Regions from separate parts of the Muntiacus reevesi genome. Here region 1 is linked to region 2. Evidence: chromatin contacts called from public Hi-C data. All regions are on one chromosome and are shown on one strand. The core of a region is the stretch at or near the end of the contact, and the rest is flanking DNA. Distances in the headings are between cores, read along the strand shown. Region 1 holds the start of ST8SIA4 (ST8 alpha-N-acetyl-neuraminide alpha-2,8-sialyltransferase 4). Region 2 holds the start of FAM174A (family with sequence similarity 174 member A).

Region 1 (6,757 bases), core at 1,984-4,483, 320 kb after region 2:
CGGCTGTTTCTTCTCTTCCCCCTGTGTGGAATGACTGCTCGACCCTGTATATAAGAAGAACCAGGGCACATCGACTCTAGGTGGGACCTCCAGTGTTAAAAGGCAGGCAGGTGGAATAAAGAAAGAAACTACCTGTCTGCTGCCAAATGGAAGCAGGGACGCTAAATCCGAATCCAGAAGGATGTTCTAAGATCCAAGGACTATGGAATTGCCCTTCACCGAATCTACGGCCCACTCAGAAGGTACGCAGCGGCGCCCCCAAAGGTCAGAGCCTCCTGTTTACCTCTGGCGATGAACCGGCTGGGTTCCGGCGGCCAAACCGCCGCGCTGGGTTACTCATCTCCAAAGAGACCAGCCCCTCCACGTGGCTTGGGCAGAAAGAGAGTCAATAAGAAGAACCGTTGTTTGGGATGAGTCAACCCCGCCACCAGAAGCACTACTCAGGGGGAGTTGAAATCATCAACGGCTACCCCCGCTTTTCAGGGGCACGTTTCAGCCGAGGGGAAAGCGCTGGGGCGAGGGTGGGCTGGGGGGACCAGCTGTTCTCCCGGTGCGCCCCCCGCCCCCGAACCCCGGGCAGCGCCAACTCCCAGGTTTCAGCGACCCGCGCGCGCCCCCCGCGTGGCCGTGATTGCGGGTTTTAATTAGGGAGGAGGCGCGCGGGGGCCGACTGGAGCAGTAAAAGTTATTTTTTATTTGTAAAGGGGACCTGATTCTTGCAATAGAGACTGCTTCCTCCACCCGGGCGGGCAGCTCTCTCGGGGTGGGGGGGGGGGTGGAGGGAGGGGAACCAAGAGAACCCCCGTTCCGCGCACCCCTCTTCCTGTTGGATGCGCCCGCCCCGCGCATCCTCGGAGGGGCGGGCTCGGCCCGGGGAAGGTGCGAGAGGAGCCCCGCGGGGCTGGCCCGACCCTCTGGCCAGAGCCTGCTAGCCCCCCGCCTTCACCCTCCTCCCCTACCTCCTCCTCCAGAGCGCCCTGGCCTGCGCCCACCGGCAGGCAGAGGCCACAGGAGGCAAGTCGCCCAGGAAGGGGGGAGCATCCCAGGACTCGGGGTGCGCCCCGCCTTCCCACCGGCGGGTTACGGAGGCCTGGGGAGAGGGCTCCCCGGGGGACCCCCTCCCCCACCAGTCTCTCCCGCTCACCACCCCCAGGGTGGCCCGCCGCCGAGGCCCCGACCCTCGGAGTCCTGGCCGAGGACGCGGCCGCTTTGTCTGGGCTCAAGGCGCATCTGCGGAGCCCACCGAGCCCGGAAGATCACCGAGAGCCTCGATCCCCCCACCCCCAAGCCCAGACTCAGCCTCTCTCCCTCGGGCGCCGGTTCACCACCTCCCGAAAGACCCCTTTGTCAGTCTGCAAAGCCCCAGGTCCACCCGGGGATGCCCGCCCACCCCCGCCCCCCGCCCAGTCCTTCTCTGACAATCGAGCCAGGCTGAAGGTTCAAGCCACCCCCTCCCGGTGTGAAGGACCTCACCCAGTTCGGGGACCCTCCTTCCCGAATAGCCCGTTTGGATTTATTGCGGCGTAACAACCATCCCGCACATGCCTCTCTGGCTTTTTCATTCTTTTCCAGTCCCCTTCGACTGTAGTTCTGTGTGAATTTTCTATCAAAGAACAACGTCTTCTGTACAGATAAGCCGGCGTTTTGCTCACTTAAATTTTCCTTACTTAGGGAGGAGCAGGAATATTAAGAAATGGAGTGCGTTAAGTTTAGTGTGTGTGTGTGTGCGCGCGCGCACACACACGTCTTAGCCGCCCTGTGCCCCCGCCTCCCCGCCCCAACATGCAAAGGTTCTATCTTCGTCCTCATCTTTAGGGAAAAGAAAAACCAGGCTGGCATCTCTGCCAGTGTGGAGTTTCAGATAGCAACAGCAGACACCTCCGGATGAGGCAGGATTTCCGAAACAGGACTTTGAGCAGAGTTGACAACCAGGGGTCACATCCTCAGGAAAGAGAGAGAAAGAGAGAGAGAGAGAGAGAGAGAGAGAGAGAACGCTTCCAATCTATATAAGCAACAGAAAGTTGCAACCACCTCCTGGGTAAACTTCAAAGTCACAGAGGCCGGGGGGAGGGAGGAAGGAAGTGTGATATTTAGAGAACTGACTAGGGTGGAGGAAGATTCTGAACTCATCTAGACAAACTAAAGAAAAAGCAGAAATCTAGTCTGTGTGAAGTAGGACCCAGTTTCCAAAACTGTAACCATGACGCCCATGCATTTGACCCAGGGACAGCAAAGAAGGAAGTATCATTGGTTGACCTGGAGCTTCTAATTAAAATGATGATACACAGATCTACTCGACGCCAAAAAAAAAAAAAAAAGCAAACAAACCAATTGTGAAGAAGAGGAGACGCATTTCCTACTTTCTGGGCTTTAACTTCAGCCTTTCAGGAAGCCAGCTTCTGCTGGTACCTCCCTTTAGAGCTAGCAGAGAGAAAGAAGGGCAATAAAAACATCTGGACCGAGTTCTGCCCTGGGAGTAAAAAGGGCGAGAGTGCCCGTTCTTTGTTGACACTCTGCGGGGACTTCTTTGGCTTTCGAGCCCGGCACCAAGGCAGCTGTCACTATCACCGCGCAGGGCAAGCTGAACTCCTACTGAGAACCCGCCGTGGAGAAATCACACACCTCCACAACACCCTTTGTTATTTACTTCACCAGACTAAGCCCTCGCAGGCGGACCCCACCGCCGACACGACCCCAACCCTCACGCGATCGCTTCTATTCACATCTCATTCACGGCTGGACTTTTGGTCAGATCCTAGAATGAAGCTTTGCATTTACCCGATGAGTTGCGTCTCCTGGTGCTCCTCGGTCCGGGCCATCTCTTTTGTCTTATAGAAGATCAGGAGCAGACTGATCGTGCAGATCGTCCACCTTTTCCTGATGGAGCGCATCTTGGGCGCCCGGGAAACTCCTGGTGGCCCCAGCTCCCTCACCTCCTCTTCATAGAAGGACTCCGTTCCGGGGAGAGGGAGTCGCGGGGCGCGGGGGGTGGGTCTGTAAAAGCCGAGGAGAGCGTGGAGCCGGGATCTCCCCAGCAGGTCTCGAGGGTCCTCTGCGGCCGAGCTCCGGCTGGTCCCCGAGGGCTGCGCGGGGCGCTCTCTCTCGCGGTTCCCTCCAGCTCTGCCCGGGTCGGTCCAGCGCCTCCTCCCTGGGGCTTCGCTTCCTTTGCAGGAGAGACACCTTGTGCATCGGAGGTGGCGGCCGCTTCTGCAGCGGGGCTCGGGGGCGTCACTGGCCCTTCCCTTTTTGCTAGCATGGAAATGATGAGCAAAGCCAGCCAATCACGGCGCCGAGGGGGCGGAGGCTGCTGTTGCCTTCGGTCGCCGGCTGCTGCTTGCAGAGTAACGTCGCCGGCATTGCCTGCGCGGTGCGTAGAGAGGAAGCTCGCGAGCTCAGTCGTGTACAGACACAATCGCGCTCACACACACACACACGCACACGCACACACACACACACACACACACACACGCACGCACCAGTACTCGCTCACCGTGGGAAGAGAGCAGCGCCTGAGGAAGAAGTCAGCTCGTCCTCTCGGGACAGCAAAGCTTGAGCTCGATCTGGGGACCAGGGTGCACCTAGATAGTCTTGCCCGCTTCCGCGTGGAGAGGACCCCGGGCTGGGGACACAGAGCGGAGACGCGATCTGAGAGCTGGGGGTGGCTAGCAAGAGGGGTAGCCGCTTCCAGTCGTCTTTGCTAAATATACACCCTCGCGCGCGCACACACGCCAAACGCACGCCCTCCAGAGGGGAGTGAATTGGGGGCGGGAGGAAGAGGGGGTTGGAGGACGTTTAATATGCTGGGCGCCGCTCCATCCCGAAAGGGCAAACACACGCGCGCTCGAGCCGATCTCCCACTCCGGGGGGGGGGGGGGGGGGTGGTGGTGGTGGTGGATGACCAGCCCAGCTCAGAATCTGGCAAGGAACCAGTGATGACAGAGGTGTCATCGGGGATTTGATGGATATTTAGGAGGGACGATCGCTGCCATTTGAAAACTCCTCACGCAGAAGTCAAGGAAACTCCAATCCCACTTTAACTTTCCTGCGAAGAGATCAGAGTCTGAGAAAAGCAGAATCTCCTTTTCAAAACGCAAGTAGACTTACACACACACACACACACGCATACACACACGCACACACCCATACACGCATACACACATGCACACACCCAGGAGAAAAAAAGGAAGAGAGAAGAAACGAAGGGAGGGAGGAAGAAGGGGGAAAAGGAAGAACAGCAAGCTTTTCTCTCAAAGTCTTAGTAATTTGTATTTAGCCCGATTTTCACCCTCTCTTTCCCTCTACTGTTTTTTTGTTTGATTGTTTGACTCGTACTGTATTGTGCGGTGTGGCGGGAGCACTTTTTCCTTCCTAGCTTCTAGTCTTCAGTTAGAGTCCCTCTCCAAGTCTTGGGTCCCCTAGCCTCAGCCAGGGAGAAGCTTGCAGCTTAGTCTGCCTTGGTTTGGTTTTTGTGTGATGTGGGTGTGGTGGAGGTGCCTGCGGGAGCCAGTACCAAAGTGAGACGTGCCTGGAAGCCAGAATTCCCCCATCTATCTGAGCAGGACCCAGACTCTCTGCTTCTAGCCCTGCCCCCAGAGGCTCTCTCAATTCAGTTTCTTGTTCCTTCAGGTTGAGCAGTGGCTTCTGCTGTCATCCACTCTTGGCCCCTAGGGCTTCCACCTCCCTGAGCCTAGAAATGGTGAGGTTCACAGCCAACCCTCTGCTGGAGGGGAGCAATAGTGACAAAGCAAAGTTTCTAGTCCCTTGACAGGGTAAAATAACAAGGATAACAGCCAACACCTTTGCTTTAAAACTCGGGATCCCTGGTGATGTTTGCCATTCTTTGCCTAAGATGTAGAAAGTTATCAGGTCTCCAACCTCCTATTCACAGCAGAGTGAAAGGAAGTTGGGTCTAAAAAGCTCAAAGGAGCAAGTAATTATGAACCTTTATTGACACTACAAGTGGCCCACCGGGAGCCTTTTGAGTTTATTGATGTCTCGGGAAATCCCGCTTGCATTAATGCAGCTTGATCATAGTGCCTTGTCAACTAGCAGAAACTGCAAGAATAAAACAGCTTCTTATTTAAGTGAGAAGGGTACTGGGATGCAGAGGAAGTGGGGGCAATGCATGATTAGGATGTTAGCTAAGTTAACTTCTGATGTTTAAGTGGTAAACAAACATATTCTGAATTTCAAATAAAACACTACTTGCTGTTGCTGATGGAGCAATATGTATAATTTAATTAAATTCATCCAACATTTCTTAAGCAATTACTATAGACCAGAAAATACATAGGTGCCTGGGAATACAGAAGTGAATAGAATATAGCATCTAAGCAAGACAGGAAGAGCACTCCCTCAGAGGGGGACAGATTGAGAAAAAGAAATCAAAATAAGTTGCAATGTGAAAGTGAAAGTTGCCTCTGACTCTTTTAGACCCCATGAACTATACAGTCCCTGGAATTCTCCAGGCCAGAATACTAGAGTGGATAGCCTTTCCCTTCTCCAGGGGATCTTCCCAACCAGTGCAGGTCTTCTGCATTGCAGGCGGATTCTTTGCCAGCTGAGCTATCAGGGAAGTCCAAGTTGCACTGTGACACCATGAATTAACAGTAGGGTTTGAAGTACGTATCTTGGATGTAGGTAAGCTCCTGGATGGAAGCACATAGAGTGCTTAAGTTTTTGGAAGCAAGGAAGGTAAGCTTTCTAGGAAAGGGCACACATAAATTGCGTTTACAAAGCTAAGAGGTAATCGGGCAGAGGGCTGAACCTTGCAAGCACAGGAAAGATATGTGTACGCAGAAAGGAATACAATGCCGGAGCTCTGGAATAGATCAGTACTGTTGGAACAAGAAATGGGAAAGGAAAACAGTGGGACATAGTCCTCAGTGTGATCGTAATAATCTCAACTTCCACAAACTGTTTTATAATAGGAAAGTTACAACATGAAAATCTTCAAGAGGACAGTAGGTTTAATTCACAAATTAAGCTTCAGGTTTCGTGAAAATGTTCACATGGCCCAAACAAAACAAAACAAATCCATCAACAACAAAACTAAAGCAAACCAAGAACTGGCTATGGGAACACATAAGACAAAAACGGAAAAAAAAAAAAGAACTCTCCAATTGTATACTGCTGCTTTTTCTGAATCTGTTAATCAGAGCACCTTTTACACAGAGGTGAGCACTTCTGAATGGTTGATAATGGTTCAGCGGAATTCAAGAGATTCCTTCTTTCCATATTTGAACAATTAAGCATTGAGAGTATAATTTAACATCATTTATTTCATCTTATTAGATTTATGAAATATGCATCCACAATAATTTGCCAAGTTTAGAAATGCATAGAGACCAACACTTTGGCCAAGTTGAGAACAGCCTGATTCTTCTCAATGTGCTATTAGGGACAAGAGCCATAAATATGTATGTTGGGTAAAAACTCTTATCCACACAAGTGTCTTTTGAACTTACCGCCCTCCATTAGAATGCTGGTTTTGATGATCCTGAAAAATTAAAGTTGCTCCTAAATTTCCACTCTATCTTTGGACTGTAAGTTCTTCAATAAAGAGAACACACTTGTCTTTATTCAGCACAAATCTGCAATTACACAGTACCCTATGAATAAATAATACAAGTAATGGCAGCTGGCTTCAAAATGCAACTTTATCCTTTAACTTAATGTAAATCATGTTTTAATTACTGGCTGTGCCCTCAACTTCAGCTGGAAAGAAATGAATAGACACATGCAATCTCACAGTGGG
Region 2 (6,906 bases), core at 3,815-6,314:
TCTCCTTTTTTGAGACTGTATAATCTCTGTTTATCTATTGTAAGTCCCTGTAAACTGTGTCCCATGTGGTCAGTCATGTTTGACTCTGTGACCCCATGGACTTCAGCCTGCCAGGCTCCTCTGTTCATGGGATTTTCCAGGCAAGAATACTGGAATGGATTACCATTTCCTACTCTAGAGGATCTTCCCAACCCAGGAATCAAACCCGCGTCTCTTGTGTCTGCTGCATTAGCAGGCAGATTCTTTACCACTAGTGCTACTGGGAAGCTCCTTAGTAAATGGGTGAGATCCAATCTCAAACTCTTTCTCCTCTAAGAATCTTGTTAGGGCTTGGTTTCCAAGCTTTGTTAAAGTAGGTATAAAGAGGGCCTTTCTCTGGGTGTGGTCTTTATCATAAAGCAGTGATTCCATTTGATTTCCACTTTGTTAGGAGGTGTTAAAGAGATCTGTTCAGTATGTCTGGGCCCTAATTCCAAAGTCCCCAGCACTGCTGAATATCTAATGTCTCTGTTCTGCTCTCACCTCTGTAACAGCAAGTTTCTTATTAACTCTGTGTGGCCAAGTCTGGTAGTTCTGTCCAGCTCTCAGCCAAGGATGTGTGGGGAACCTCCATATGAACTTCATGACCTCCACAGACTCTTTTTCTTAACGCCTTGGCCCACAGATGCCAACCATTAAAAGCCCAGAACCCTGATCTCTGCCTCTTCAGATAAGAGAGACTCCCGTATTCCGACTGAACTCCAGGTTCATGCACTATAGCTGAGAAATTTTCCACAGGCAAAGCTCCAGAGATACTCATCTTGTTTCCTTCCTCTCAGGAACCACAACCCATTTATATATAGTCAGTGTTTGTTTGTTTGTGTGTTTTAGACTTTTAACCTTAACATTTATTCAGATTCCTACTCAGTTATGCATTGCCTACCCGACAACACTATTCCTTCTTATTCTTGAAATGTTGTTCTTTAGCTGTCCTCTGAAATTCCAACTCTTCCTTCACCTTCAAGATTTTTAGTACATTCTCTTCACTTTCTGGTTTTGTGATCAGTTCATAATCCCTTTTCCTGACTATTGAACTTTTTCCTTTTGGACCTCAGGGTATACACAATCCACCTAATGTGGCAGTATCCTGCCATTTAAAAGTATAAGAGACTCCTTCTATCAGATGTCACTATGAATGACCATTACAGTTGAGACAACCTCCTACGTTCTCTCTTCCTTAATGGACAAGCAAGGAAATTCTGCCACCAGAGAACACTTATTTGAGCCTTGTTCTCTACTACACTGAGCTAAAATTGACATGCCTATCAATATAAATGACTCAGACAGTAAAGAATCTGCCTGCAACGTAGGAGACCTGGGTTCGATCCCTGGGTTGGGAAGATGCCCTGGAGAAGGGAATGGCAACCCATTCCAGTATTCTTGCCTGGAGAATTCCATGGACAAAGAAATCTGGCAGACTGCAGTCCATGGGGTTGCAACGAGTCAGAAACGACTGAGCAACTTTCACACACACACATTAATATAAATGAAATCCCTATCAATATGAATTGTCTTCTTTTTCCTTATATAAATTTCTATAGGGAGTAGAATATGCCCATTTTAATACCAAAATTCTCAGATTACCAGAAGCTAGAAGCATCCATGTGACATCTCTCTCTCCAATGAGATATGTCAAGGCCATCAGGTGGGAGTTTGGGTAACCAGTCTCTGTTAAAAAAAAAAAAAAAAAAAACACACACACATACATGCCTGCTCATTTCTCTTTATGCCTATTCCCCACACCCTATCTACTTATCCATAAGGCCAACTTAAATTTGTAACTCTCACCTTGACCAAAAACATGTGGGAAAAAAATGCCTATTTGCTGTATGCCACTGAGATATTTTTGGATAGTAGTTACGCAGCATTATTCTAACAGTAGCTGATTGAGACAAAAAGCTAGACTCAAATCATGGAAGCCTACAATTAGGAGAAGACAAAATGTAGTAGGCAATATTGACCTCTGCGGCCACAGCACCTGAGTTTATTACCCAGCTCTATTGCTTTTACTCAGGCTGATTTTCACCAATTTGATTATCCTTTATTGTGGTTTCTTAATTGTAAATTAGGAATAATCATGGCTTAGTGTTTTGTTTTGCTTTTTTTTCCTGGTAAGGACTAAATAAAGAGAATTGCTTAGCATTTCATAACATGAGATCTGGTACACAACAGATTCTTAATTAGTATGCAATATTATTACTCAATATGGGACCAGGGAGGGAGGATTAGATTTTACTTAATAGGCCAGTGGTATTTTACACATTTCCATGGAAGACTGCTGTTCTGTCAGCTGGGGTGTTCCCTGATAAATCAGAATAATAGGGGTCTTTTCCTAGTATGCAGGTTAATTTAAGTAAGTATAACTTTTCTTTTCTTTTATGTTTTTAAATCTCTCCTGATTGATACAACTTGTTTGTAAGACAAAAACATTTAAATGAACAAGTAGCATTATTACTAATAGAAAAAATTCAGAAACACCAATTAGTTGGCCATTCTGTCTTTTAAATAGGCATGTGTGCCCCAAATTGTCATTTTATATTACACAAGCAAAATACAATATTTTCTCCCAGGAAACTGGTTCCTAGTTCCTGTGATGGAATTGAAAATACTGTTTCATGACAGTTTACAAATAATATGGTATTATGCAAAAATCACAATAATTTGCAGCTTCTCTGCTTGCTTAAGATCTCAAGCAATTTAAAAATAATTGTTTATCAGAAGCAGGGAACAGAAAAGGGCTGATTAATGACAGAGACACTAGGGAAATGGGAAAAAGTTGATAACAGTTGGATATAGGTGGTGAGGGAATGAAGAGATTCTTAAATGTTAGTACAAATAAAAATTACCCTGAGAGCTTAGTAAAAATCCATACAGAATACATGTTCCCAATCCCCAAAATTCTGGCTCAGAATTTCTGGACTAGTGACCTAGAACCGACATTTTTAACAAATTCCATTTCTGATTCTGATTCAAGTACCTAGCTGCAGAAACACTAGAATGATTAGAATGCTCTAATCATTTGGAATCATCAGTTTAACTCTGCTATTTCAGAATTATTTACTATACTGCCATAACCAGTAAGCACTGTTGCAGGTGGAAAGATAAGGATAAATGATGACTCCAAGATTTTACATCCGAACACCTGAGTAAAGAATAATGCCATTAATCAAGATGAGGAACACAATGGTAAATCAAGACACTGTGAGGAAGGAAAGATGGTGCTTTTGTTTTGTTTTGTTTTTTGGTGTGCTGAATATTGGATTTTTTTGAGGAGTGGGAAGGAGTACCATTAAATACTAATCTTCCATGTAAGGCTCTGAATAAGATTGTGGATAAGGGAGAGAAGAAACCCAAGGAGCCACTTCATTATTGATAAATGTCCAGGTTGGAAACTAAAATTAGTGTGTGTCACCAATGGTCTTCCTCACAGTGGAAGCGAGCATTAAGATGCCTAGTCCCTGCAACTCTACGTGACAGGAGCAACTGCATGAGTCTATTAGCCCCAAGCAGCTAGAAGACACTATACTGACCACCTTACCTACAATAGTTGTTTACACAATTTTTACTATAGACTCTGTGCTTGTCATTTATAACATGCACTTCAAAATAAGAATGAATGGGACTATTGTGTTATTTCCATTTGACCCTAAGGGCTATGAGAGCAAGGATGATGTCTCGTCTACTGTTCAATACTCAAATACAGTTCTGAAGGAGTAGAAAGTCTAAAATTTTGTTGAAAGAGTAAGTTTTTAAAAGAACAGATACTAACTTCAATTTCTGGTCTGTTGTTTTTGTTTATATCTGCTCACCCCAAAGTTCCACATTACTGATGTCAAAGTTAAACAGGCAGAGACTTATTCAAGACGATCACAACAGAAAAGAGGGGCCAGGACTCTGTTTGAACTCAACTCAACAGAAAGCTTAAGATATTTTAAGAGTAGGAAAACTCTTAGGCCAGTTCTGTTTACCCAAAGGAAATTCCGACTTTGTGACCCCCATGTACTGTAGCCCGCCAGGCTCCTCTGTCCATGGGATTTTCCTGGCAAGGATACCTGAGTGGGTTGCCATTTCCTTCTTCAAGGGATTTTCCCTATGCAGGGGTTGAATCCGGGTCTCCTGCACTGCAGGCAGATACTTTACCATCTAAGCTACTAGGGAAGCCTTCACGAAGAAAAAGTAACTTTTCTCTAAGCTGCATGACGGGAGGCCGTTTTACAACTTCAAACAAAGCGCCTGCCTAACTTAGGCTTCTACGCTCCCAAGGAGACTGGGAGCTATGGGTGATGTCTCCTTTCCTGACATTTTAAAAGGATGACTACTAGTTCCTGAAGAAACACAGCCCTGGGTTGTAACACGGGAAAGAACTTTTAAAAAGATTTACATTCCTAAAATGAAGACAATCAATTACCAGTTACTAATACCTGTACCAATTAGTGGTAGAGTTACCAGTTCTCTAACGCAATGCTCTAGGTCAAGGACCTAGAGGCAGGAAAAAAATACCTAATAAAATGTGTACCTGAGCTGAGGGAAACGTCAAGGCGGTCTTTAATAAATGATTAGCTGTGTTTATGCAGTTTTGTACCAACAAACTCAAAGTATGAGGTTCCCATCTTTCCCGGTTTCTTCCTGCAAAGAGCTGCTGCACATTTGACACCAACTCTGTTTCCTTTCTTTCTAGTGAGCCGACCGACCTGTCTAGTAAAATGTGTATCTGAGCTGAGGGAAACGTCAAGGAGGTCTTAAATAAATGATTGGCTGTGTTTCTTCAGTTTTGCACCAACAAACTCAAATTACGAGCTTCCACTCTCTCCCGGATTCTTCCTGCACACTTGCTGCATGCGTTGCCGCACACTTAACACAACTCTCTTCCGGTTTGCTTTCCTTCTAGGGAGCCAACCGCAGGCTCTCTCCCCTTGCCTTCCGGAAGTGCGCGCGGCGCAGACGGCCTCACACACCTGACGTCACGGAACGCGCCAGCCCCGGAAGGTTAGCAACCACGAGCGTCCCTAGTAGCAGGGGGCAGCTGAGATGTACGAACTTCCGGTTGTCGCCGGCAGCTGCCGCGGCTGCCGCCTCCGCCACCTGCGGCCGGCCAGGTCTTCGTCCCGGGTCCAGTCAGCGGTTCTCCTCCGTCTCTTCAGTTAACACGCCCATGGTCCCGCCTGGAGCCAGGGCGGCGGGCCCCGGAGCTCGCGCGCGGTGAGGGAGCCGGCCGTGGACCATGCAGCCGACGTTCTGCAGCTGCTGCCTCAGCCGCGTCCTGGCCTCGGCGCTCCTGCTGTCGCTGCTGCTGCCCGAGTTGAGCGGGCCCTCAGCTGGACGGCCGCCAGCAGCGCGGGCCGCGCCCGACCCCCGGCCCGCGGCGCGCGGCCCGCGCACCCGGCCCCCTCCGCCGCCCGAGCCCTCCGCCGCCCGGGCCGCGGGCCGCGCTCCGGCCTTGGAAGCCGCGGGCGCGCGGGGCGCCGAGGGCGGCAATGGCAGCACGCCCGGGGCGGGGCCGGCCGCTGACGACCCCGGCGGGAAGGCGGGGGCCGGGGGCCCGGCGGGCGGCGTCCTGGCCGTGAGCCCCGACCCCGGCGACAAGCCCATGACCCAGCGGGCCCTGACCGTGCTGATGGTGGTGAGCGGCGCGGTGCTGGTGTACTTCGTCGTCAGGACGGTCAGGTGAGGCGAAGCCTCCCCGAGCCTCCCCGGCAGGCCTGAGGCGCGCTTATCTGCTGACCTCCTCCCACCACCCCAGGTGGTGCCTGCTGAGTGAGATTGTGACGAGGACGGTCTTGAAAGCCTGTGGTACCTTTAGGAGTGCTTAGACCACCAAGTCCCTGCTGCCTCCCTTTCATGTTAAATTATAAATTAGCATCGAACCTCTGTAGCAATATTTAAGTTAATAGTAATGCAAAATGATCTTAAGGGTGATTTATTTTATAAAAGGTAAAAAGAAGAGAAGTTCTTTTAACAGCACTTTTTTGCTGTTGACTTTTAACTTGCCACCGTCGGTTGTACCTTATGAAGTTTCCATCTCTTTTGAACCGGGAAAACTGATAACTTCGTATGGTTCAGTCGTTATTAGAGTCTCCATTAGAAATGTCTAGCATTCATTTTGCATGACACTAAATAAACGATGCGAAGTGTTTACCGATTTCTTGATAAGATGGAAAACTGATACCTGTGCAGCAAAGGAAAAAAAATATGTAATAAATATGATCACGTTATAATGCTGGAGAGTATGTTTAATATCTTAATTATATATGATTTTAACTTTACAAAAATTTGTATTAGTAAATAGATTTGCTGTTTTACAAAAAAAACTTTTCTAAAATGAATTCATCTGTAAATAATTCTAAGTCATTCAGAGGTTTAAAGTTACACCTGAATAGTTTTTTGAACCTATTCTTACTATAGAATGTTATTAGAGAATTACTTAAATTTCAGATTTGATACAAATACGGACACTTAAATGATATTTTTCACTTTACATATGATAAAACTGACCTAGGAGAATAAAGTGGTGTCCCACGATATCTAATGATCATGGTTGATTGTACTGTCCATCATTTGCTTTGTTTGAATTTTTTTTCTCTAATAACATGATATCTGTCCAAATCTGTGATCAAACTTTTGATTAAGTAAACCAGGAGCTTACATTGTACCAGGTTATGAATAACTATCATTTATTTTTCTACTCACTTTAATGCCTTATCAAATAGACAAGGAATTACATAGTTCAATTAGTGATATTTTATACTGTTGTAAGTAACTCCCACTTGATACATTCCATTGTTATAGAAGTAAAGTTATTTAATGGCATCAGTCATGGTATTATAACATTCCAACTGTGTAATGAGACCGATTTGGAAAAATAGTAAT

The links. A called contact is a pair of places that touch in the nucleus more often than the background predicts.
Region 1: a Hi-C map of blood shows a contact between it and region 2, with 2.4 times the contacts expected there. The contact joins the promoter of ST8SIA4 here to the promoter of FAM174A in region 2. A contact is called at or near these places in 2 of 3 Hi-C or Micro-C datasets (blood and muscle).

Annotation. Positions count from the first base shown.
Region 1 is chr1:275,617,071-275,623,827 of mMunRee1.1, forward strand. It overlaps ST8SIA4 (ST8 alpha-N-acetyl-neuraminide alpha-2,8-sialyltransferase 4), which reads right to left and starts at 3,234. Exons shown (of 5, transcript XM_065919783.1): 1 at 2,779-3,234. The coding sequence starts at 2,891.
Region 2 is chr1:275,296,224-275,303,129 of mMunRee1.1, forward strand. FAM174A (family with sequence similarity 174 member A) reads left to right here and starts at 5,065. Exons shown (of 3, transcript XM_065919613.1): 1 at 5,065-5,703. The coding sequence starts at 5,261.